Linked DNA regions of Mus musculus: all the other regions are linked to region 2. A link is a contact called in public Hi-C, HiChIP or PLAC-seq, Micro-C and promoter capture Hi-C data. All regions are on one chromosome and are shown on one strand. Each heading gives the region's core, a stretch centred on a gene start, on an enhancer-like site or on the middle of the called end of the contact. The rest is flanking DNA. Distances are from core to core; before and after follow the strand shown.

Evidence for each region. Promoter capture Hi-C pulls out the DNA fragments that hold promoters and counts their contacts. Hi-C and Micro-C count contacts between places; a contact is called where the count stands out from the background. HiChIP or PLAC-seq counts read pairs in DNA pulled down with a chosen protein or histone mark.
Region 1: a contact with region 2 is called in an H3K27ac HiChIP or PLAC-seq map of embryonic stem cells, with 5 read pairs. The contact joins the promoter of Nr5a2 here to the promoter of Kif14 in region 2. A contact is called at or near these places in 2 of 39 promoter capture datasets (hippocampal neurons and liver), 2 of 484 Hi-C or Micro-C datasets (both in embryonic stem cells), 2 of 115 datasets of contacts at active chromatin or transcription factors (both in embryonic stem cells) and 1 of 9 other capture datasets (liver).
Region 3: a Micro-C map of embryonic stem cells shows a contact between it and region 2, with 2.3 times the contacts expected there. The contact joins the enhancer-like site here to the promoter of Kif14 in region 2. A contact is called at or near these places in 18 of 39 promoter capture datasets (the 3T3-L1 cell line, 3T3-L1-derived adipocytes, the C10 cell line and 12 more), 7 of 15 datasets of contacts at CTCF or cohesin (the NIH/3T3 cell line, embryonic stem cells, large pre-B cells and 2 more), 177 of 484 Hi-C or Micro-C datasets (the 63-12 cell line, the AML12 cell line, the AtT-20 cell line and 96 more), 38 of 115 datasets of contacts at active chromatin or transcription factors (the HPC-7 cell line, the NIH/3T3 cell line, the SCID.adh cell line and 24 more) and 5 of 9 other capture datasets (adipose tissue, embryonic stem cells, embryonic tail and 2 more).
Region 4: a contact with region 2 is called in a promoter capture Hi-C map of pre-B cells, with 5 times the contacts expected there. The contact joins the promoter of Tmem9 here to the promoter of Kif14 in region 2. A contact is called at or near these places in 6 of 39 promoter capture datasets (3T3-L1-derived adipocytes, frontonasal cranial neural crest, hippocampal neurons and 3 more), 2 of 484 Hi-C or Micro-C datasets (CD8 T cells and embryonic stem cells), 15 of 115 datasets of contacts at active chromatin or transcription factors (the 230-238 cell line, the NIH/3T3 cell line, the SCID.adh cell line and 9 more) and 3 of 9 other capture datasets (embryonic stem cells, liver and pancreatic islet).
Region 5: a contact with region 2 is called in a Hi-C map of CD8 T cells, with 2.5 times the contacts expected there. The contact joins the enhancer-like site here to the promoter of Kif14 in region 2. A contact is called at or near these places in 6 of 39 promoter capture datasets (3T3-L1-derived adipocytes, embryonic stem cells, liver and 2 more), 1 of 15 datasets of contacts at CTCF or cohesin (large pre-B cells), 48 of 484 Hi-C or Micro-C datasets (the AML12 cell line, B cells, CD4 T cells and 27 more), 19 of 115 datasets of contacts at active chromatin or transcription factors (the 230-238 cell line, the SCID.adh cell line, bone marrow-derived macrophages and 11 more) and 4 of 9 other capture datasets (adipose tissue, embryonic stem cells, liver and 1 more).

What each region holds. Positions count from the first base shown.
Region 1 is chr1:136,957,850-136,962,146 of GRCm38.p6, reverse strand. Nr5a2 (nuclear receptor subfamily 5, group A, member 2) reads left to right here and starts at 1,699. Exons shown (of 9, transcript NM_030676.3): 1 at 1,699-1,920. The coding sequence starts at 1,857.
Region 2 is chr1:136,465,577-136,470,079 of GRCm38.p6, reverse strand. Kif14 (kinesin family member 14) reads right to left here and starts at 2,232. Exons shown (of 29, transcript NM_001287179.2): 1 at 906-2,232. The coding sequence starts at 2,122.
Region 3 is chr1:136,172,686-136,176,639 of GRCm38.p6, reverse strand. Kif21b (kinesin family member 21B) reads right to left here. Exons shown (of 35, transcript NM_001039472.2): 34 at 3,638-3,837; 35 at 1-2,603. The coding sequence ends at 2,549. Among named protein-coding and RNA genes, the nearest start is that of Mroh3, 38 kb to the left of the region's middle. Within about 2 kb of position 2,364, at least 91 of the 459 cell types and tissues checked have an H3K27ac peak or open chromatin away from gene starts, as enhancers often do. A contact at or near this core is called in B cells, the G1E-ER4 cell line, Th1 cells and 15 more, where this site is marked.
Region 4 is chr1:136,015,532-136,019,731 of GRCm38.p6, reverse strand. It overlaps Tmem9 (transmembrane protein 9), which reads right to left and starts at 1,731. Exons shown (of 6, transcript NM_025439.3): 1 at 1,670-1,731; 2 at 1,125-1,226; 3 at 1-74. The coding sequence starts at 1,190. It also overlaps a transcript of Igfn1 not described here.
Region 5 is chr1:136,117,456-136,121,660 of GRCm38.p6, reverse strand. It overlaps Cacna1s (calcium channel, voltage-dependent, L type, alpha 1S subunit), which reads right to left. Exons shown (of 44, transcript NM_001081023.2): 41 at 3,969-4,054; 42 at 3,219-3,325; 43 at 2,848-2,991; 44 at 1,839-2,704. The coding sequence ends at 2,531. Among named protein-coding and RNA genes, the nearest start is that of Gm15850, 12 kb to the left of the region's middle. Within about 2 kb of position 1,855, at least 85 of the 459 cell types and tissues checked have an H3K27ac peak or open chromatin away from gene starts, as enhancers often do. A contact at or near this core is called in B cells, CD8 T cells, the CH12 cell line and 12 more, where this site is marked.

The DNA of each region.
Region 1 (4,297 bases), core at 450-2,949, 490 kb before region 2:
TTAGGTGCAGGAATCTTCTCTCTGTGTGGACATCTGCCCACTGTGTGTGCAGCATGAGCAGAGCCACGGAGCAGAGCCACAGAGCCACGGAGCAGAAGCCACAGAGCCACGGAGCAGAAGCCACAGAGCCACGGAGCAGAAGCCACAGAGCCACAGAGCAGAAGCCACAGAGCCACGGAGCAGAAGCCACAGACGGTTCTGAGCTGCCATGCGGGTACTGTGTGAGCTGCCATGACGGTGCTGGGGACCAAACCAGGGCCTCAGCAAGAGCAGCCAGCTCTCAACCACTGTGCCACCTCTCCAGTTCCTCCCTTTGCTTTTGTGGGGGAAATTATTGCTACACAGCCCAGGGTTGCCTTCAGTGCACCATCCTCCTGCCTCAGTCTGTGAGTGTTGAGTTACAAAGTTTGTCACCATACCTAGTTGAGCCTGGGGATTTATGTATGCTAAACTTGTACACTCCATTATTCAACTATACCTGAGTTACTCCATTTTAGCTTCTAGAAGATGTATTATATGAAGAGTGATGCTTCAGAGACCTAAATAATTTTTAAGAAAAAAGCTGTTTTGCAGAGTTCTGTGTCCTTTAGCCTATATATAGGGAGATTTCTGGCATGTCAGACTGTTGTTTGATTGCTCAGAGAAATAACAACAAAGAAATAACTGACAAGAATTGACATCCTATGATCTTTTAAAATCCCTTTAATCTCAGCACTCTGGAGGCAGAGGCAGGGGGATCTTTGAGTTCAAGCCTAGCTCTACAGAGTGAGTTCCAGGATTGCCAGGGCTATATAGAGAAACCCTTGTTTCAAGGAAAACAAACAAACACAAACAAAACCAAAAACAACCAGAAAAAGAAACAACACCCAAGGTTGTATTCTGGACTCCTTATGCATAATCACATAGTGTACAATCTACCCCCCCTACACACAGGTGGGGGCCCCCACAAATACATACACACTTATATATACAGAATCATATATGAAAAATGCATTATACATGTATCATTTTGCTCAAATTTTATCTCAAGGTATTTTACTTTATGGAGGTAAAGAAATGACCGCTTTAGCCCAATGACCAATATACAAGCAAGCTAATGCCTCTTCTAACAAACATACAGGGTTGTTTTTTTTAAGGCAACTGGTCAAATGGTAAGTAAATACCCACGAGCTTGCAAGTGCTCCTGTAGGGTTTCAAAGTGTCAATCATATCTACAGTCATCATTTAAAGAATTAATGTCCGCCAATGTTATCATCTAAAATGTATTTGCAGAGGTCAGAAGAGCAGAGTCTGTCCTTCCCCATGCCAGAAGCAGTGACATCAAAGGGCCATGTCACAAGCTGCAGTTTAGTTAGTGGACTTGAGGTGGTTTGGAGTTTTTATCCACTAAGTATGATCTCCTGACCCCTTGGCTTTACAACTTTCCACACTCTGGGCTGCAGAAGAACCCCTCCTTTTCTGAGTTAATCATTTCTTTGCCATTATCTGCCAAGAGTTCTTATCTCTTTTGCTGTCACTTTATAACAGGGTCCTCTTATCAACCGGCACAGGGTCATGTGACCAGTTGAAGCCTATTGAAAGCTTCCTTTCTTCTGATTAGAAACCATCATGAAACTGGAGACATGGTTTACAGCAGGTCATACATGCTGGAAAAAGTGCAGAGTCCAGGAGAACACGGACTGGAGCCTTTCTGAATTCTGTTTTTTCCCCCTTTTTCTTAACTTTCACTAAGGAAATGAGGGTTACTGTAGTCTGAGGTTTCCTTCCCAAAGTCACAAAATATGACAAGCTGCAATCTTTCTCACATTCAATGATTTCTGCTGTAAGCCAAAGGACTGCCAATAATTTCGCTAAGAATGTCTGCTAGTTTGGATACTGGAGATTTTCAAGAATTTCTTAAGCATGGACTTACAGCTATTGGTAAGTAGGAAGCCACTCTCTTAACATCTGGCTGTTTTGTGCTACTAATGGTGGATTTGTGTTTTAATGTACTACTTTGCCTGCAGTAATTATTAAAAGCATACAATAAGCCCACACATATATCACACATTTATTTTTCTTGAAGTTGAAAGAAGCAAATGAGTAATTCAACACATGAATATCATTTATTGTATCCGGTGTTTGGGGATGCCATTGTATTAGATCCACTTAGCAAAAAGCTTAGGGTTTTGAGACAGGGTTTCTGTGTAGCCCTGGCTGTCCTGGAACTTCACTCTGTAAACCAGGCTAGCCTCAGACTCAGAGATCCACTTGCCCCTGCCCCTGCCCCTGCCCCTGCCCCTGCCCCTGCCCCTGCCCCTGCCCCTGCCCCTGCCCCTGCCCCTGCCCCTGCCTCTGCCTCTGCCTCTGTCTACCATGCTGGGATTAAAGGTGTGTGCTGTTACTGCCCAGCAGAAAGTCCAGTTGTTAATCATCTATTTCAGCCTTAACAATTTTTGATCATTTTGAATCAACCATGCCAAGTAAAGTTTTGAACATTTTGAAACAAGCAAATAAGATTGATCAACCACTGATCAAATAAAACTAACAGGGAACTTACCAGCAATGTGACATCTCAACTGGACCATGAGATGTCTCATTCACCGTGATCCTATAGAGATTTTTGTTTGTTTGCTTGTTTGTTTGTTGGCAAATGAAAGTCATTCAAGAAAAACAAAGTCAGCCTATTATTAAAGGATTCTTGGGGGTGGGGGGACTTACTGTGACTTGCTTTTAAAGACAGAAAGAACCACATACCCTCCCCACAAGTGGAACCTAGAGTTTGGGCACTTTCTAGGCAAGCACTCAATCTCTGGGCTACACACCTGGCCACCGTGTGAAGCATCTTGGGGTTCCTTGTTGTTGTTTGGGGATGAGTGAGGATTGAGTTTGGTTTTGGTTTTCCTGAGAGACAAGGGGTCTCATTATATAACCTAGGCTGGCCAGGAACCTGCTCTGTCGTCTTTCTCCTTGTCTCTCTCCATAATACCAGAACTGTAGGTGTGAGCTACCATTCCTGACTCATTATTTTAAAGGATAAACATCCCCACACATACATTTATACCAATATAGAGCCATAAATGTGGGAGTTTTACCATAAATTTAGTAAATACAGTAACATTCGGTTCATCCTAAAAGTTAAAGACAAAGGGAAGCAATTTCCAGTAGGTTGTGACCCTGCTGGAGAGCGTGTCCCCTTTGCTTCCTCTGGATAGGAGCCAGGGTCGACCCTTCTCCAGGGATGCTTGCGCCATCAGTGATTGCCAGCCCAGTCTCAGTTAAAACGGGATAATCAGGGCCCCCGGCTTTGCCCCTTTCCCTGGGGGCAGCCTGCTGACTCCACCTAAGGCACTGATTGCTTTTTTTATGGTCCAGCTACGCCCTGAAGTATCAATTGAGGAAATGTTCACCAAAAAAAGAAAACGTTCTGTACTTAACTAAAAAGAAAACACGGGGAAGTGAGTGCAGAGAGAGGAGAGAGAGAGAGAGAGAGAGAGAGAGAGAGAGAGAGAGAGAGAGAGAGAGAGAGAGAGAGAGACTCTTCAAAGGGCAGGGAAACCAGGGCTTTGTGAGCTTTGCATCCACTGAACGCTGAGCGCTTCACTTCGTGTGGGAACGTAGCGGGGGGTGGGGGGGGTGGGGGGGGGTGGGGGGGAGATGCGGGCCAGACAGGCGAGTGCACCCGAGAAGCGTGCTCCGGGCTTGCACCAGCACAGGGCTACCAGGAATCTGGGACCACACACGTGGTGCCCTAGCTGGTCCCTAGCCCACCGGGGTGAATTAAAAGATGGCCAGACAGCAAGCTGAGCTGTTTTCACCCACTGTACTGCAGTAGTCTCTCAAAGGCTCTGCTGGAACTGAGGCGGGATGGAGCTAGAACTGACTGGCCTCCAAGGGCTGCTGGGCCCATACTTCCCCAGAACCATACTGAAGGAGCCTCATCTGCCCTGGACCAGCTTACACTCAAACCCAAGGCTTACCTAAGCCCCTCAGATCGCTAGATCTCAAAATGACTGTTCAGTTCTCCCAAAGGGGTAAGAAGAGAGTGGAGAGAAAAAAGGAAGGAAGAGAGGGTGGGAGTGAGGAAGAGATAGGATCGCGGCGGGGGCGGGGGGCGGGGGTGTCTATGTAGTATTTAGGCGTATTTATTTCTCCTGGTTTAATATCCCTCTAGATAATTTGGAGAGTAGTTCCCACATCTCGGTGACTGGAAAGAGGCTACAGGCACCCAGATTCCCATCTGTTTACCTAGGATCACTCCGGAACCTTGGCAGGACTGAGCTGTGTGAAAGCCAGGGCAGGGAGGCAGGCACCTTCA
Region 2 (4,503 bases), core at 983-3,482:
ACGCATACACTCATTTATAAGTATTTTTACTTTTTTTTTTTTTTTAAAGACAGGGTTTCTCTGTGTAGCCCTGGCTTTCCTGGAACTAACTCTGTAGACCAGGCTGGCCTTGAATTTAGGGATCTGCCTGTGAGCTCTGGGACCAAAGGCCTGGCCTCCACACCCAGCTGACTTTTTAAAAGTCTTATCAATAATCTGTGACTCGCCAACTGCAATCACCTTTAAAGAAATATTCTATGCCTTCAAAATCAAGTGTGCTAAGCCTCTGCATTTATGAGCACTATGTACCAAATGCAGGTGATACGGTTGATGAATGCCATTCTAGAACATTCTCTGGGGAAGCTATGAGCTTGTGTGGCTCTTTGAAAGGAAAGAAGACATTCCCAAGCACTACAAATCAAAGATTTGAGAGGCGATTGCATGAGAGAATGAAATGACTCACTCAGGGCACCTCCCCCTGCCCCTGGCCACATTAGGTCCAGGCCTCACTCTGTAGCTTTGGCTGGCTTGGAACTTGTTTCGCAAACCAGCCTGGCTTCAAATCCAAAGATCCACCTGCCTCCTCCTCCCAAATGCTGGGATTAAAAGTGTGCACAATCCTGCCTGGCTCGGTTTCTAAAAGAGGTATGTGTTTGTGTGTGTATGCCTATATATGGGTATAAAATATAGATTTTAATTTTGTATTCTATTATAAAAATAACCAGTATAACTACAATCAAAGCCTAAACACTGGTGGGCTGAAGATGTGGCTCAATTATATCTACCTACATGGGGTCTTGGGTTCAATTCCCCGTACCAAGAGAAAATGCCAATGACTTTAAAGACACTGGCTTTCTAGAAGCAGAGTCTTACAGACACATAATGACATGGAATTCTCGGCCTGAGAGCTAACACGCCGGACGTACCTTTTGCTGAAAGGCCTCACGCGCACCGCCACGGTCACCTGACTGTTCTCTACTTTTAAGGAGTCTGGCTCTGTAAAGGTCTTCTGAACTAGACTGTTTTCTTCTGGAGGGAGTGTGCTTTCTCGTGAGCTTTCCCTTTTATTTGCAAAAAGAGAACTTTTGGGCCTCGGTTTAACTCGAGGGCTTGCAATCCTGTTTTTCAGTGTGGATAAAGCTGGGCTTTTCGGTGGAGGCAGGTCATGCCTTGGTGTCCATCTGTGTTCTGGGACACATTTTACCGGGGTCCTCGATTCTGAGCTCGCGCTTCTGAATGTACTGCCATGTTTCGGGATGTCCTTCCCATTGTTTTTCGGTGTGGATAAAGCTGGGCTTTTCGGTGGAGGCGGGTCATGCCTTGGTGTCCATCTGTGTTCTAAAACACATTTCACTGGGGTTCTTGTATCTGAGCTTCCAAATGTACCGACTTGTTTAGCAGTGTCCTTGCCAGCATTCCCACGGTGTGAGTTTCTTCCTCCTGACACTGGGGTATCAGACTTGCTCTCGGTCAGTTGCACCACTAAGTGTCCTGATCTCATAGCTTCAGTCTGACGCTGGGAACCCACAGGCGCTCTACTGTTTGTGTCCTTAACTGTCACCTTTTCATTAGAGGCACCAACGGGAGGACCTGGGTCTTTGCATCTCGTCAACCCGGTGTCGTTGGAGTCTTTCACGGAGACGACAGACGACAGGACACGGGTATCATTATTTACACCCTTTGCTTCTGTCCTCGATGCCTGGGAGGCAGAGTCACTTCCTGGGTTACCTCCCACAGGATTCAATGTCTCCCACTTTCCCACATAATCCGCTCTACCGTGCCGCCGTTGTAACCTAAGACTTGTGTCTGCTGTTCTTCTGTTTCCCAACTCACTTCCAAGTAAAGACGACTCTCTGTCCCCACAAGTAGCCCTTCTCTGGAGGCTCAGTCTCCGGGGGTCAGAGGTAACAGGAGTCTCTCTTGTTTTTTTACAGGCAGAGATAACATAAGTGCTATTTATGTCGATGGTTTTACTTCCAGCATTCACGAATGGATCATGATTCTCACACTCTGACATATCTGCCTTCAAGTGCAGTTCCAGCCGGCTGCTGTGGACGAGGCCACTGGATGCTGAAATCTTCTGTGAAGAAGAAACCTCCAGGCTTCCGATGTTGTGTCTGCTATGCGAAGTGTGTACTGACATCTTGGCAGCAAGCGATTTTTAAGAGGATGTGAAGGATCTAAGCCCTTCAGATCCTTGTCGGGGTGCTGGGCATTTTGTTCTTTTCAGTTTCCAACAAAATATCTGGCCGACTACAAAAAATGAAAAATAAAACGGTTACTACAAACTTTAAAAAGAGAGAGATCTTCCTACTACAGAAGCAAACTCTCAGAGGATGCATTGGACTAAACCACTTCCCACTGCACCTCCACACAGCCTCCTACAATCTCCACCCTCGAAGGACTTCACTTGTTATTCAACAAATATCTACTGAGGGTTCCCTTAGGAGCAAGGCACCCACAGACACTGCAGACTTCAAAGACAGGACCTCCCCATCCTTATTTCCTCAGCTTAGAAGGAGCTTACAGGTGACCTTAATCTCAACAAAGTGATTCAAGAAAGGTCAACACCTGTATGTCAGCATACTTTAAGTGCCCCCAGCTTGGAATCATAGCATCTAGTCTGATTAGTCTGCAGCAAAGTAGGTTTCTGAACACTTGTCAATGTATCCTAAATACAAGAATGCCTACAGAGGAGTTTAACACGATGTCACAAAGGAGGCTACTCTTAAGAAAGTACCACAGACATTATACACTACAAACTGCGTGTGTAGCCAGGTGTGATGGTCCGTGCCTGTGATCCCAGCCTTAGAGAGGCCGAGGTGAGAGACTGGAACTTTCAAGGCCAGCCTGACACTGTCACCGATGCCCACACCCCCTCAAGTTAGACAACTACACTATCTGTCACTTCTTCATTATACAACAAACTAGACAGGCATGCGTTTACACACATATAGGTAAATATAGGCCAACAATATCTGCCAGGCATTATCTAAAACAGAACAGTGCAAATGCCACTCTTCGTCATGCTCCTTAAATGGACGTAAACAACTCTTTAAAATTGAATTCCTGAGTCTACCTTACAAAATGTCACTGATTCAAACTATTTGGACATTGTTACAATCAAGGAACAAATTACCAGAAGCTCATTTTTAAAAGTTTGACAAAGAGACATTGTAGGAAGAAAGAAAGAGTTCGAGTATAAGCATCTCCCGCTAAACTTTCAGTGAAAATACAGAACCCTCCCAATATGAGGTGAAATTAGGGACAATATATCTTTGTCTTAGAAACTAAAAGCCATTTGCTCTTTGCATAGATCAACATGATTTTTGTTTGCAGAATTTCGGCCATCAGATCTCCAAGAGGACTGGAAGGAAGACAAGAGAAGTCGGTCACGACCACAGGCCGAGGCTCCTGGCGACTCTGGCAGTCTTGCCAGGCTGTGACAGTGTACCTGGACCCCTCCAGTTCGCCGCTCCACGCTCCGCGGCGCTGTTCTCGGCTTCCGGGTGGACAGAGCGACGCCCCGCGCCCCTTGCCCGGGACCCTCGGACTAAAGGGGACCGAGCCGCACCACCCACCCAAGCACCCCGGCCTGCTGGGCAAACACCGCAACGCTCTCAGCCCACCGGCTCGCTGGGCGAGCAACCTCAGCGCTCTCAGCTCGGAGGCGCTTCCCACTCCTAAGACCTCGACACTCACCATTCCCGGCACAGGCTCCCGTGGCTGCGGCAATTTGAATGCGCGCCTCGCTTCCTGATTGGTCGCTGGGCGTAGCGTCAAGCGCCGCGCCTTCACTCCTCCCCATCCCCGGAAGTGCAGCTTCTACCGCGAGACACACCCCGCCCTATCTCCTAGGTGACGGCCCGCCCCTCCTCTGGGCGGAATTGGAGCTCAGAGCTTGGAGCTGGGCGGTACCACCAAAGGGGCGGGCACTCACCTGAAGGGTTTTCAGGAGAAGCGACAGTGCCTCATCTATCCGATCCTTTACACGACGATCTGTAGGGAATGACCATGTGCCCCCACGTTAATTATAATAACACTCTGGTATTTCATACTCAAGTCGTTACGTGATGTCGTGGACTAAGTGTTCAGATGAATTAAAGTTTTGTTTTTTAATCCTGAATATTTTAATCAAGTATTAATGTTATGCCAGTCTGTTAATAAACTTGTGAATGATCTGACAAGTAGCAAGTGGTGTGGCTGGAAGTCCAAAGCTGTTGCGGTAAAGGTTACAATAACATTCTGAAACCTGAAAAAAGGTAATCACTAAAACCAAAGAATGATTCTAGCCAAATATTTTTCCAAATTAACAGTATGGAGATAATGGAAATGTATTCTGTAAGAGAGAAAAGGAACCCAGAAGTGCTTTAACTATATGAAAAATTACACGATAAAGTCAGTTTTTAAGATAATTTTTATTCCTTGACAATTTTTTTCTTATTGTTTTATGTATGCATAGGGTGTTTTGCTTGCAAGTAAGTCTGTACACCGTGTGTGTGTGTGTGTGTGTGTGTGTGTGTG
Region 3 (3,954 bases), core at 1,115-3,614, 290 kb after region 2:
GGATACAGATGTGGCCTGGGCCTCAAGTCCTAGGAGGGGCACAAGGAGTAAATTAATAGTTCCCAGTGTACATAGTGCGTCAGCCAAAGACATGGGCAGCCTTGGTCTAACCTCACAGACACGGGCAGCCCTGGTCTAACCTAAGACGAAGCCCATCTGGGAAAGATCTCCTGGTGCCAAGTTTGCTCATACTGTCTACCCAGAGACCTGCTATTGTGCTCAAATTACAACCAGTTTGTGCTTCCGACAAGAAGGATGCTTGTGCAATGAGTGGAGCTGGGGTCCTGCCCCTGACTATGTACCTTGGACATCCCCGAAAGGGTGGGTGAGCAGGGACTCCAACGTTCCCAGAACACAGCTCAGAATGGCTCAGGACGATGAGCTCAGAGCTCCGATTTCAAGTTTAGTCAATGACACTCGCTGGGACAGCATAGCAGCCCCGCCATGAGGTAGTGACCCATCAGAAATGGCAGAAGGGGTAATGCCGGTGAGCACCTCTCGCGGGGGCTGTAAGACCACACACACTTTGTGCAAGAACTGGCCTTGCAGCTATACATACAGTACAGGCACCCCGGGCTGGGGCGGCCCAGCCTGAGGGGTCGGGACAAAGTCTCACGTGTTTCTGTAGTTTGTAAACAGCCATGCAGACGGGTTCTGGGTTTTCTTACAGGGTGTAAGGTCCGGGCTTTCCATTTAGGTGGAGATGGGTGAAGGAGAAGATGTGGTCACTTCTGAGTGCTAAGGATGTTCCTTAACACTCCCAGGATGAGCAGGGGAAGGAGGATTTCTGGTCTTTGCAGACAGACGGTCCAGGTTCCAGGTGATCTGCTTTTCCGGTGCTCCGTTCTAAATATCCACTTACCCAGACTTAACACCGTGTCTGGCTGGAGCCACCAATAAGCGGGACAATCTTCTTAGTTTCAGCTTCAGACACAGCTCTGGGAAGGTTCAGAGAGGGTCTGACCTTATCAGTTCCTAACTCTCCCATCCTAGGGCCTCATGGACAGGCACCAACGTACTCGCCCTAGAGGGAGAAGAGCTAAGTACAGTGGCGCTATGCTAGCTCTCCACAAGTCACCACGGCCTCTGAATGGGGCTGAGGCTCATGGATCCCGGAATGAGACCAGGATGCATAAGACCAGTGAAGCAATAGAGTAAGTGTGGACCAGTTTAAGGGCAGGGGAAGCCGGGGGAGGAACGGAGCTGGCCCCTCTCATGGCCCAGTTCTATAAATTCAGAGTTGTTCCAGTAGGGGGCGCTAGACACTGACTTCACCTCATCCCAGCAGCTGAGTCCACAGCACCAAGGGGAGAAGCAAGGAGTCACTGCCTCCTCACGCTAATTGAAAAGGGAGGGCCTTTGTCCCAGGCTGGTTTTAAGGCTGTTTCTGGAACAACTAAAGGAAAAGAAGCTGAAGATGTTCCCTAGCCCCTTGGGGGTGGAAACATAACTGGCTGGGGGGTTAGGCAAAGGACCTGGTACCCTTACTACTCAAAGCCTACCTAGTGGGCAGTCCACCAAGCTCCCTGGTACTGGGCCGTTGGGGTGAATGCTCTGACCTTCAGGGGCTGTGGGCACCAGGCCCAGGAGTAGAAGACACAAGTGGGCTGCGGGCATGGCTAGTATAAGGCTGCCCGGCATGATATCAGGCCTCAGGATGGAGAAAGGCACTGCGGCATTAGGCGGCCTAGAGACCTGGTCTATCCTAGAAGGTATGCCGGCATGGGCAGGTCCGGGGCAATTGTCAGAGCTGCAAAGGATAGAGAAGGCTATCCCCTCATCTGCAGAGCAAGCAGAGGGAAGGCCCCCACCCCCACCCCACCCCACCCCACCTCCGTGCCAGGAGGGGAGGGAAGAATGGGAAGAAACTTCAAGTCAGTTTCCAGGAGGCAAACAGCAGAACACAAAAATAAAAATCAATATATTAAATGACTGCAGTGCCGCTGACCTTCCCCCCAAAGGAACTGTTTAAACAGCTCCACTGAGGCCCCAGCAGAAGAGAACCTCAAGGAAAGACTGGGCCGGGGCCCCACTGGGATTGGCTGTGGGTGAGCGGCAGGACTCAGCTGCTTACATCTGGTTTCCATGGTTACCTGAGAACTACCTTGGTGGGCTCAGAGGCAGGTGAAGCGGCTCCGGAGGTGGGGCTAGGAGACACAGAGGAGGCTAGCTCACTGGAAGATAGATGGGGGCTTCTCCCTGCTTCTCCCTCGGTCTCAACCGAGGCTGAGGGCCTGGGGGAGGGGCAGGGCTGGCTCAGCAGGAGACAATGTGGCCAGTTGAGAGGAAGGCTTGGGAACAGGTGGAGCAGCAGCTTGGGGAATCGTGCCCTTTGGCTTCACAGCTTGTGTCCCTCCTCCACCTCGTCTTTCTTAGGAGGCAGGGGAGGGACAGAAGGGGTGGTGGAGGAAGCAGAGCGAGAGAAGAGCCACACCCTCTGTACTCCGGTGAACTTGGCTGTTCCGGTAAGGTCGGGCCACAGCTTCCTTTCCGTGCTGGGTAGGCTGCTGGGTCTGATCTGACGGTCTAGCCACCTTTAGTCCTAACTTCAAGGGTGGGCTGCTGGTAGCCGCCGTATGCTCCAGAACTTCACTGTCAGGTCACTGGGGAGGACAGAGGGAGGCTGCTCAGCTGTGGGTGTGGACCCTGCTGGTTGCCCCACCCCCACCCCAAAGCAAAGGTTGGGCAAATTTCCCACCTCCCTCACATATGGCTGGGCTAAGGCAGATGCTGCTTAGGACCAGTGAAGACCTCACGGGGAGGGGTACTGGGTAAGGGGAGGGCCCAGGCCATGCTCTGCAAGACCCTGCAAGACTGGTGTCCCAGACTTTCCTGTTGTGTTGTGTCCAGGCCTGAATGCCTCCCCCTGTTCTCTGCCACCTTAGGGTTCTGGCCCACTGCTCATGCTAGCAAGAGGGTCGGGGAGGGTGATCTGTAGGGCCAGGCAGGGCGTGAAGTAAGAAGGTTAAGAGTAAAACAGGCTCATACCGTGAAGAAGCAGCTCAGATCGAGGTGGGGGAAAGACAGGAAAAGGCAAGATGGGAAGAGTGAGAGGGGGAGGGGGAAGGTCAGGGCAGGGTGGTGGCGCGGCCCTTTATGGCCAGGACTCGTCGAGGAAGGCAGGGGGTGAGTCCAGGGACGTAATTCCACAGCTTTACCCGGCAGTCACTATTTGAGGGGGGGTGGGGGTGGGAGGTAGAGGCAGAGAAGAGAGGTAGGAAGAGATGGGAGGGGAGAGAAGGGACATGGTGGGAACAAGGAGAGAAAAGAAGAAACCCGGCTGAGTAGTGTCCCTGGGATAGAGGGCCTGGCACTGCCTGCACAGGAGCCAGAGCTACAGCTGGAGGGGCAGAGGTGTGGGAGTGGTGCAGGGCAGTCTGTAGCCCTTGGGGGGTGAGAGCCATTTGGATCGCTGCGGGGGGGCAAGTCCTGGCCTGGGGCCCAGTGGCTCCCTGATCCCCTGCCTTTGCAGCACCCAGGACATTGGGTGCCTAGTGCTCAGTGAAGTTGAGCACTAAATATAAAGAGGAGTGCTTGATGGGATCTGTGTGTGGGGACAGCTGCGGAGCCCTGAGCCAGTTGTCAACTTGGTCACTCTAGGAGGGGAGCAAAGCGGCTCTCTCTGCCTAGCACCTACCTGGAGGCCGTGAAGATGTGCTTGCTGTTGGTGCAGATGGCATTGATGGGGCTGTCGTGGCCCTTGATCTCACCAATGGGTGTGAAGTTGTCCACATTCCAGACCTTGATGAAGCCGGCCCGGCAGGCGCTCAGCAGCATGGGCCGGCCGGGTACAAAGGCCAGGGCGCACACCCAGTCCTTGTGAGCGTTGGGGATTTGCTGTGGAAGGACCAGGGCTCATAAGGTGTAGGGAAGAGAGAGGGCCTGCCCCAGGGCCCCAGGAGCACATCACCCCTCCTGCTAGCCATGGAGGAATGCCGCCTGGCTCCGGACAGC
Region 4 (4,200 bases), core at 482-2,981, 450 kb after region 2:
TTCTGGTTGTAAATGTGCCCGCTGATGTTTCTGTAAGGCGGACAGATGCATTTGCACCGGATATCTTCAGAGCTCTGGAAGGAAAAAGAAGAAATTGCAGGCAAGAGTCCTGCCTGGGTTCAGAGTCTAGACAGGCTAGCAAAGTCTTGTACTCTGCTCCCTTAGGTGACTATATGCATGCTTTTGAATTTTCCCATCCCCAATTCATCAAGGTCTGGCTCTACAGGAAGAGTGTTCTTCCACTTGGTCCTCAAGATAGAAACCTCTCTGGTATCAAAAACAAACTCACAGAAGTTACCCAAGGCTGCCTGCCATCCATGAAGTGACGTGCTGGGGGAAAGGGGGGGGGGGGGATGGGGGGAGGGAGGAGGGAAGAGTTGGGGCTGCAGTGTATATAGCAAGCAAAGTGACAGGCTTTTTCAACCCTGGGGCCTACAATTGTGTCTGGTGAGCTAGGTGGCCAGATTCCCCTTCAATTCTGTCTTAACTCCTTAGGTTAGAAAGGGGAAAGGGATGAATAAAGAAAACTGGGACATTATCACGGGAAGACTCCCGTCAGGAATTCCTTGAAGAGCAAAGAAGCACGCAAGCCCTAATACTCAATGTTATTTCAGTGTCTCAGGGAGAGTCAGAATCGAAAGCGGACAGCCTAGAGCCGCGTACATCATCTAAACCTAGCTGCGGGTCTCCCACCCGGAAGGAATGAGAGCAGCCTCTGGAGTCCACAGTGCAGCTGGGTTAGCTTTGAAGCCAAAAAGCTCCCATCTGTGCATGCCTTTACACTCAGAGCATTTTACAACATTACATGATTTGACTATCAAATTGAGCAGGAGATTCGACCACAGCTGTTTTTACTTGGGGCAAAGGAAGATACAGAGAACTTGGGTAACTTTTCTTAAACTTTCTTGCTTGCGGAGAAGTCTACCTAGGGCTAGTTTGGTCCGGACCCTGTGCGGTAGGCTCTGAACCCCGTGCTCCCTACACCCTTAGGAAGGCCAGCAGCTTGTCCCAGGTAAGGTCCCCGCCCCCAAGTAGGGTTCTCGGGTGGGGGAGGGGTCAGGGTGGCGTTTCGGCTACCTCGGCGGCAGCCCAGGAACAAGGTGCCGCTGGCCCACTTCCCTCACCTTGTTGGCTTGAGCTGGGGGCACCAGCAAGCACCCCACCACAGCCACCAAACACAGCAGCTTCATGCTTATCGGGCTTGCTGAGCCAGCAAGACTAGATGCCTGGGGGGATAAAAAGAAACATGGAGTCGGAAAAAGGGATAGTGGTCACAACAGAGGCAGCACCCTCGGCCCCTTTTCAGCTTTGCCAGACGAGGGAAGAGGGCTGAGTTCCAGGATTCCTGGCCTTCTAAACCTTTCCCTCTCCTCACCAAGCCCAGCTCTCAAAAGCTATCTGTGCACTAGCAGAGGGAGTTTTCTGAGGTTACAGCCGCCCGGAGCCCCCAGATCCTGTCACCAGGCCGCGTTCCGACCCTCACCTCTCCTCCCACCGCCCTCCGCCATCTCTGCCTCCACCGCCCTGGTGGCGCCGCTCAGGCCCAACCAGAAGCCCCGATTCCGACCGCCAAGAGTACTGCACACCCTGCCTAAGGATTTGGGGTGGCTGTGAACCCCCAGTGTCCCTGCGACCCCCGTACCCCTCCCCCAATGCCGAGTCTACCAACCTGCAAGCTCAGCCGCAGCCGCCACTGATCAGCAGGCTCCACCCCTTCAGCATCTATTGGCTGCTACAGTCGCCGCTCAGCCCAACCTCGCTAGTTGCCAAGACAACAAGACCCACCTTCTCTTGGTCCCGGAGGCTTACAATCTAGGGAGAGGCACGCATTTCTCTACCAGGATTTAGCAAGAAAAGGGAATGTCTGCCTTTCCTACTGAAAACTGAAGCTCTAGCCCTGTGGGTCCGTTCAACTCCTCCTAGAGTGCTTTGTTTGTCCTCGCCTTATACTATCTTACTGTTTCAGAGAAAGCATTTTAGAAATGAAACTAGTAATGATTTTAGAACAAGATCAAGGACCATTGTGCTTATTCATAGTCTGAAAATATTATTATAGAGACACATTTTTGTTTTGTTTTGTTTTGTTTTTTAACAAGGAACTCAAGGGCCCAGGCTCTATTCCTACACACAAAGACATATGCCAAAGAGGGCAAGACAGGATTAGTAATAGGCGTGGGCTGGAGGGAGCTGTGCCTCCTTAGCCTGCACTGGTTCTGAAGGCCTGGCAAATTGAAACAAGGTGTACTAGGCCAGTCTGGGACTAGGAGGAGGTTACAGGCTGCAGAGGGACAGATGTGAACTTCTTAGCAGCAGTGAAGGAAACTGGAGTCACCTGAGTCCAGGGGCCACTGCAGTGAGGACACTTGAGCTTTGGCCTCAAGTGCATCGAACTAAGCTCCTGTGTTACCCTAGAAAACATGCATTCCCTCTCTGGGTACCAGTTTCCTTAGCTAAGGGTCCCTACAGCTTTGATGGGTTGGGGCTCCTGGAAAGAAGAATAGTCATATGGCCAGAATGAAATTTAGTATAGAAAGTCATGTGTCACAAAAGAGTTTTCCTCCTTAGACATATTATCTGAGCACTATTTGTGGTGGGTACTATATAAGACACTGAAGCTGCCTGGGGGAGGGGGAGGCTAGCCTTGTCTCTGTTCTCTTTTTTTGTTGTTGTTTTTAAGATTTATTTATATTTTATGTATATGAGTACACTGTAGTTGTCTTCAGACACACCAGAAGAGGGTGTCAGATCACATTGCAGATGGTTGTGATCCACCATATGGTTGCTGAGAATTGAACTCAGGACCTTTGGAAGAGCAGTCAGTACACGTAACCACTAAGCCATCTCTTCAGCCCCATCTCTGCTCTTGTATAACTTGATATTTATTACAAAAACAAAAACCAAAAAACAATGGTTGTTTTAGTCAGGGTTCTCTAGAGTCACAGAACTTATGGGTAGTCTCTATATACTAAGCAAATTTGTTGATGACTTACAGTCTGTAGTCCAACTGCCCAACAGTGGTCAGCAGCAGTTGTGAATGGAAGCCCAAGGATCTAGCAGTTTCTCAGTTCCACAAGGCAAGCAGAAGAAGAGAGAATCTTCCTTCTTCCAATGTTCTTATGTAAGTCTCCAGGAGAAGGTGTGTGGCCCACATAAAGGTGTGTACCACCACACCTGGATCTGGGACTTGTTTTGTCCCAGATGACCTTGAACTCAGAGATCTCCCTGCCTTTGTCTCCTGGGATTCATAGCCACTATGCCTCAAGATCTCCATGCCAAGATCCAGGTCAGAAACTTGTGTCTCCAAGCCTCAAGATCAGGATCACAGGTGACCCTTCCAATTCTGGACTGTAGTTCATTCCAGATATAGTCAAGTTGACAACCAGGAATAGTCACTACAATTACCCCTTGTCAACTTGACACAAATAATATCTCATGTCCACATGAAACAATAACAAGGTCATGAATATGCCTACCATGATGTAACTATTTCTCGTATAATCACAAACACATTTGTAAATTTACAATGGGGCAATGTCCCTTGGGAGCATTCTTTTAGTATCTCAGTTTAAATACCAATTGATGTTAAAGAAATTTGAAGAAAGACAATGTGTTCTTAACAAAATATACAGAAACATTCATGTTACTTTATGATCCTCATTTCTGCAATTGGTCACATGGTCTTAGCTGGAATTTATAACTACCTTCCTCTGCTACCCATGCTGTATTTCCTCCACCCTCAGCAAGCACCTCAGCAGGTCTTGGCTCTTTTCCTGGAGGAGTGGCTCATACCTTCATTCCTGATGGGTCTGCATCCTTTGTCATCCCGCTTGGATTAGGCTGTTATAGTTTCCCATTGACTTTAATCAGGACATGGTAGTACTAAGAGACGCCCTAAGATATCTCCTACACTCCAGACATAATCCTGCCTACCTCCATTGTAGAGAGGTAATCCAATTTCCCCATGGTAATCTGGATCTATCACCCCTCCTAACACTGCTATTCCTCTCTTAGCCTGTTGGTTTAAGGGCAATAGAAGCCCAAAATGACCAGGGGGAAGTCTGAGCTTCCAGTTCAATGGAATGTTTGTTGTGGTTCCTAGTAGGAGCACTCCCCTCTCTGGAACCAAAACTTCTAGGCCAGCAGAAACTAGAGTTGTGGGGACAGGAAGCAAAATTTTTCCTAGAGGGTCACTAGGAGTGA
Region 5 (4,205 bases), core at 606-3,105, 350 kb after region 2:
ATATAGTTTTCGTTCTGTACATGCTAAATGCCATACAAGACACTTGGCTCCTTCATCAAAGTCTAACACCCTTTGATAGTATTTTATAGCAAAGGAAATTTTTTTATGTAGGTAGCTATTACCTCACTAGCCATGAGTCAGGTGAAAGGGGGACACTGGAGGCCACAGTGTGGAGTCCCACCTGGTACCTTTGGAGACAGAGGGGTTGTTTTTGTTTTTGTTTTGTTTGAGACAAAAATCCTCATTATATAGCCCTGGATGGTCTGAAACTCAGTCTCTGCTGGACTTGAACTCAGAGAGAACCCCATCCCCTGCCTTTGGAGTGCTGGACTAAAGGGGTGAGCCACCATGGCTGACAAGGTGGAGATGTTTCCTCTCACCTGTTCCTAGCCAACGTGGCTGAAGTGTCTGCTGAGCTGGTGACACAGAGCAGGAGGTGTTTATGCTTCTTAGCTGGTTGTAACACCTGTTTAACAAGCAGTGTCTGGGCCACCAGAGTGCTAGGCCCTAGAGGGGCAGCTTAGGCCCTACACAGGCAGCTGAGAACAAGGCGGGGACAGCTCCAGCTTTCAGGGAACTTAGCCTCTGGCAGGGGTAAACTGCATTCACAGCAGTGCTGCTATGCCTTCTGGATGGGAAAGATGTTTGGGGATGTCTGTGTTTGGGGTGTGGTCTGGGGCGTGGCCTGGGGCGTGGCCTGGGAGTCAGGTTCTAAACAGCTTGGTCAAGTCCTGGGGAATGACAGCAAAAGAGGTTTGAAGGATGGCTAGAGGTCGGTCAGGTAGAGCTCAGGAAGGTTCTAGAGAGGCACACTAGAGCTCAGAGGTGAGCAGGAGCCTCACCTATGTGAGCGCGGTGTCTAGTAATGCTGAGCCACACTTGGAAGATGACACAACCAGGACCCAGTGCAGAGATAGGGAGAGGGTGGAAGGGCTGGTGTGGAGAATGTCTGGAGCAAAGACTCAGCTTTCAGTAGGTCAAAAAGGAAGGAGAGGGGAGATAGGTCAGTGTGATTAGAAGAACTGAGAGGAAGGACCTTCCAGTGACTTCTGTTTATCAGTGAGGTGGATAAGGCAAGCTGCTGGTGCTGAGGTTTGTGGAAACGGGAGGAGTTGAAACTGTTTCACTGACAGGGCATGGGAAAAGAACATGTGGTGTGTGTGTGTGTGTGTGTACTGTGCATGTGTGTGTGTATTTGTGTGTGCATGTGTGTGAGTGTGTGTTGTGTGAGTGCATGTGTATGTGTGTGCATGTGTGTGTGAGTGTGTGTGCATGTGTGTGAGTGTGTGTGTATGTGTGTGCATGTGTGTGGGTGTGTGCATGTGTGAGTGTGTGAATGTGTGTGTATGTGTGTGTGAGTGTGTGTGTGTGTGTGTGTGTGTGTAACTGCTTCACTGACAGGGCACCAGGAAGCTTTGGGGCCTAGCTGGGTCTAGGACCCTATGTACAGGTCACCAAGTGTCACCTCTGCCCTGTGCTATGCACATCCTGGGGCAGGACCCAGAAGTTCAGAAGCCCATTGTGGACTTTGCCAGGAGGCTGACAGCAGGGCAGCCTTGTTACCACAGCAACAGCCATGGAGCAGGCACTTGGCCCACGATTAATGGAGGAATAGGCAGAAGGAAAGAGTGCCTTGTGAAGGGGAGAGGGCAGGGCAAGGCAGACCCAGTTTTGCCTCGCATTAGCGATACATTACAGGTATATCTTGTCATCTCCCCACACCCCTGTTTCCTCATCTTGAACGTGACTGTGGTGAGAAGTGAGTGGCTTTTGTGTGGAAGGGCTTTGTGAGTACAAGAGGTGCTCCTGAGGCCCTTGGTTAGAGACAGCAGCTGTTAGTCATTGTTAGGTGGTATGGAAGAGGAGCCATGGGAACACATAGCCATAAACTACTGCCACTGAGATTCTAGTTGGCGTTGGCGGTGGACTCTGGCCAAAGTCACAGGGTTACAGCTTCGAAACAGGTTGGCTCTGGTGTAACCAGGGTGTGGCATTTCTTCTAATGCCATCAGAGGGAAAGTGAAGATGGCCTGGTACTCTTCTGCAAGGCCCAGGTTCTCTGAGAAAGGGGGTAGAGGGAGTTCCAGATGTTCTAAAACAATAAAATAAAACAGGCAAGCAGAAGCCAGGTGCCAAAGTCAGGCCTGGAGACTTTAATGTCCAGCTAGATAGAGTGGCTTTATGACAGACAGACCCTGGCACCGATCAGGCCTTTGTGAATGGCCACACAAGCCCTGCCGAATCCTGCTTCTTGCTGATGAGGAGAAGGGCCGGCCCTGCCCACCCATGGCCTCCTGCCTGGTTGAGGTGGTTCCCGACCACCGCTACTCAGTCCATACAGCTGGCTACTGAGGGGCCAGGGGAGGCTGCTAAGCTGGGCTAACCTACTTCTCCACTCCAGCACTTTCTGGCTTTTGGTCATGGTATTTCTAAGCTTGTGTCATTCTGTATAGGCCTCACATCTGGGAGTAATAAGGGTCGTTTGGGAGCCCCAACGCAGATTCAGGCGGCCCAGGGGAGGACCTGAGGCTCAAGGCTCCCAGGGCACGGCCCCGCCCTCTGGGGATTCTTGCTTCAGTAGCTCTGTTGCTGCCACCTCGACTTCCTCTGGTTCCATCTGGCAGGCATCTGCCAGGGCCTGGCCTGTTGCCATGACGAAGTTAGCATCTGCTGCTAAGGAGTCTAGTCCTCCTCGAACCAGAGCCTGCAGTGGGAGGAGGATGTTGGGTGGGTCTTCCAGGCAAATTGTCTTCTGCACCCCACCCCCATTGGTCCTACTCTTCCTCCAACGACAGACTATTACAAGGCCACTCCTGAGTATGCCGCTCTGTTCCAGCCCCACCTCACCTCCTGGATCAGCATGGCAGTAGCTGGAGCCGTGCACCTGTGAGCCGAATTCCTGGGAACGTGCTCCTCAAAGTTCCTGCTGTTGGGTGTTTCCAGAAACCGTGACGTGGGGCCCTTTCCCTCTTTCTGCACAGGATGCTCTGCCTGGGAGAGCTGTCTCAAACACAGAAAAGCAAAGACACCCCCAAACAGATATGCTAGAACTAACAGACACACTGGAGCCCATAGCTCATCCAAGGGAGTCTCCACCAAAACCCACAGACTGAGGACGATGCAGGAACACAGGATCCTTCTGTTATGAATGGGCTGCTACCCACAGGGCTCTTCCCCTGCCAGGCCAAGTGGGGTCTATATGGCGCTTCCTCCCAGGCTTTTGCCCCTGTTACCTGGCACGGGGAAGGAGGCACCTGGCCTTCAGGCATTCCTCTCTGGGTCATCGGTCTTTTCAGTTTGTCCACATGAGATCTGCTGTGAGGTCCTGTGGGCCAAGGAAGGCAAGGTCAGTGGGGCTGCCGACCCCTGATGGGGGGAGTCATCAGAGTCTTGCTTGGGCAGCTACAGCAGGTAGTTGAGAAGGTAGACACACGTTGAAACCTAAGCAACTCCAGGCCAGACAGAACTGGCTCAGCTCTCCCTGCCCAGCACTTTGTCCTTATGGTTTGGGGGAGGCTGAGGGGTAGACTTGCCAGCAAGCTCTTGCTCAGTATGGCTATGTGTGTTGGCAAGCAAGGGAGTACCCTCACTGTTACTGAACCCCAGAAATCTTGGGGCTGCTACCGTCACACAGTGATCCCAGACCCACAGGGAGACTGCATGACCACCTGCCAAGGACTCCACAACCTAGGGGTCAATTGTGCAGGGATTGTCCTTCCAGGAACCCAGTAAAAGGGAACTCCAGGCTAGGCTACACAGAAGGGAGCTGTAGGCCTGCACAAAGGCCGATAGCGTGAACAAGCCTTCCCCACCCATTACCCCTTCCGTTCAGCTTCCCATTTGGAGCCTTCCTCAACCTGACGATAGTGTTCTTCCTCCCAGGACCCTCCAAGGCTCTAAGGGAAGAGGGAGCACTCCCAAACGCCTCTAGGAGAAGGCTCAGCTTCTTAGTCACAGAAAAGACTGACCTGAGGCCCTGCAGGGCTGACTGAGGGGTCCTTCTCTGGTAACAGGCATGTCCGCCTCTCCCAAGAACTCCCGTTCATAGCAGATGCTGAAATGGGAGCAGAGCAGGCTGAAACCCATCCACAGAGGTACCAGTGAACATCCAATCAGAGTGCAGGAGCCTTCACGCCAGGGCTGGTTCTGCTAGAGCTTGACTCTAGCTGTCCTTGCCTCTGAGGGAGCAAGCCAAACTCACGGCT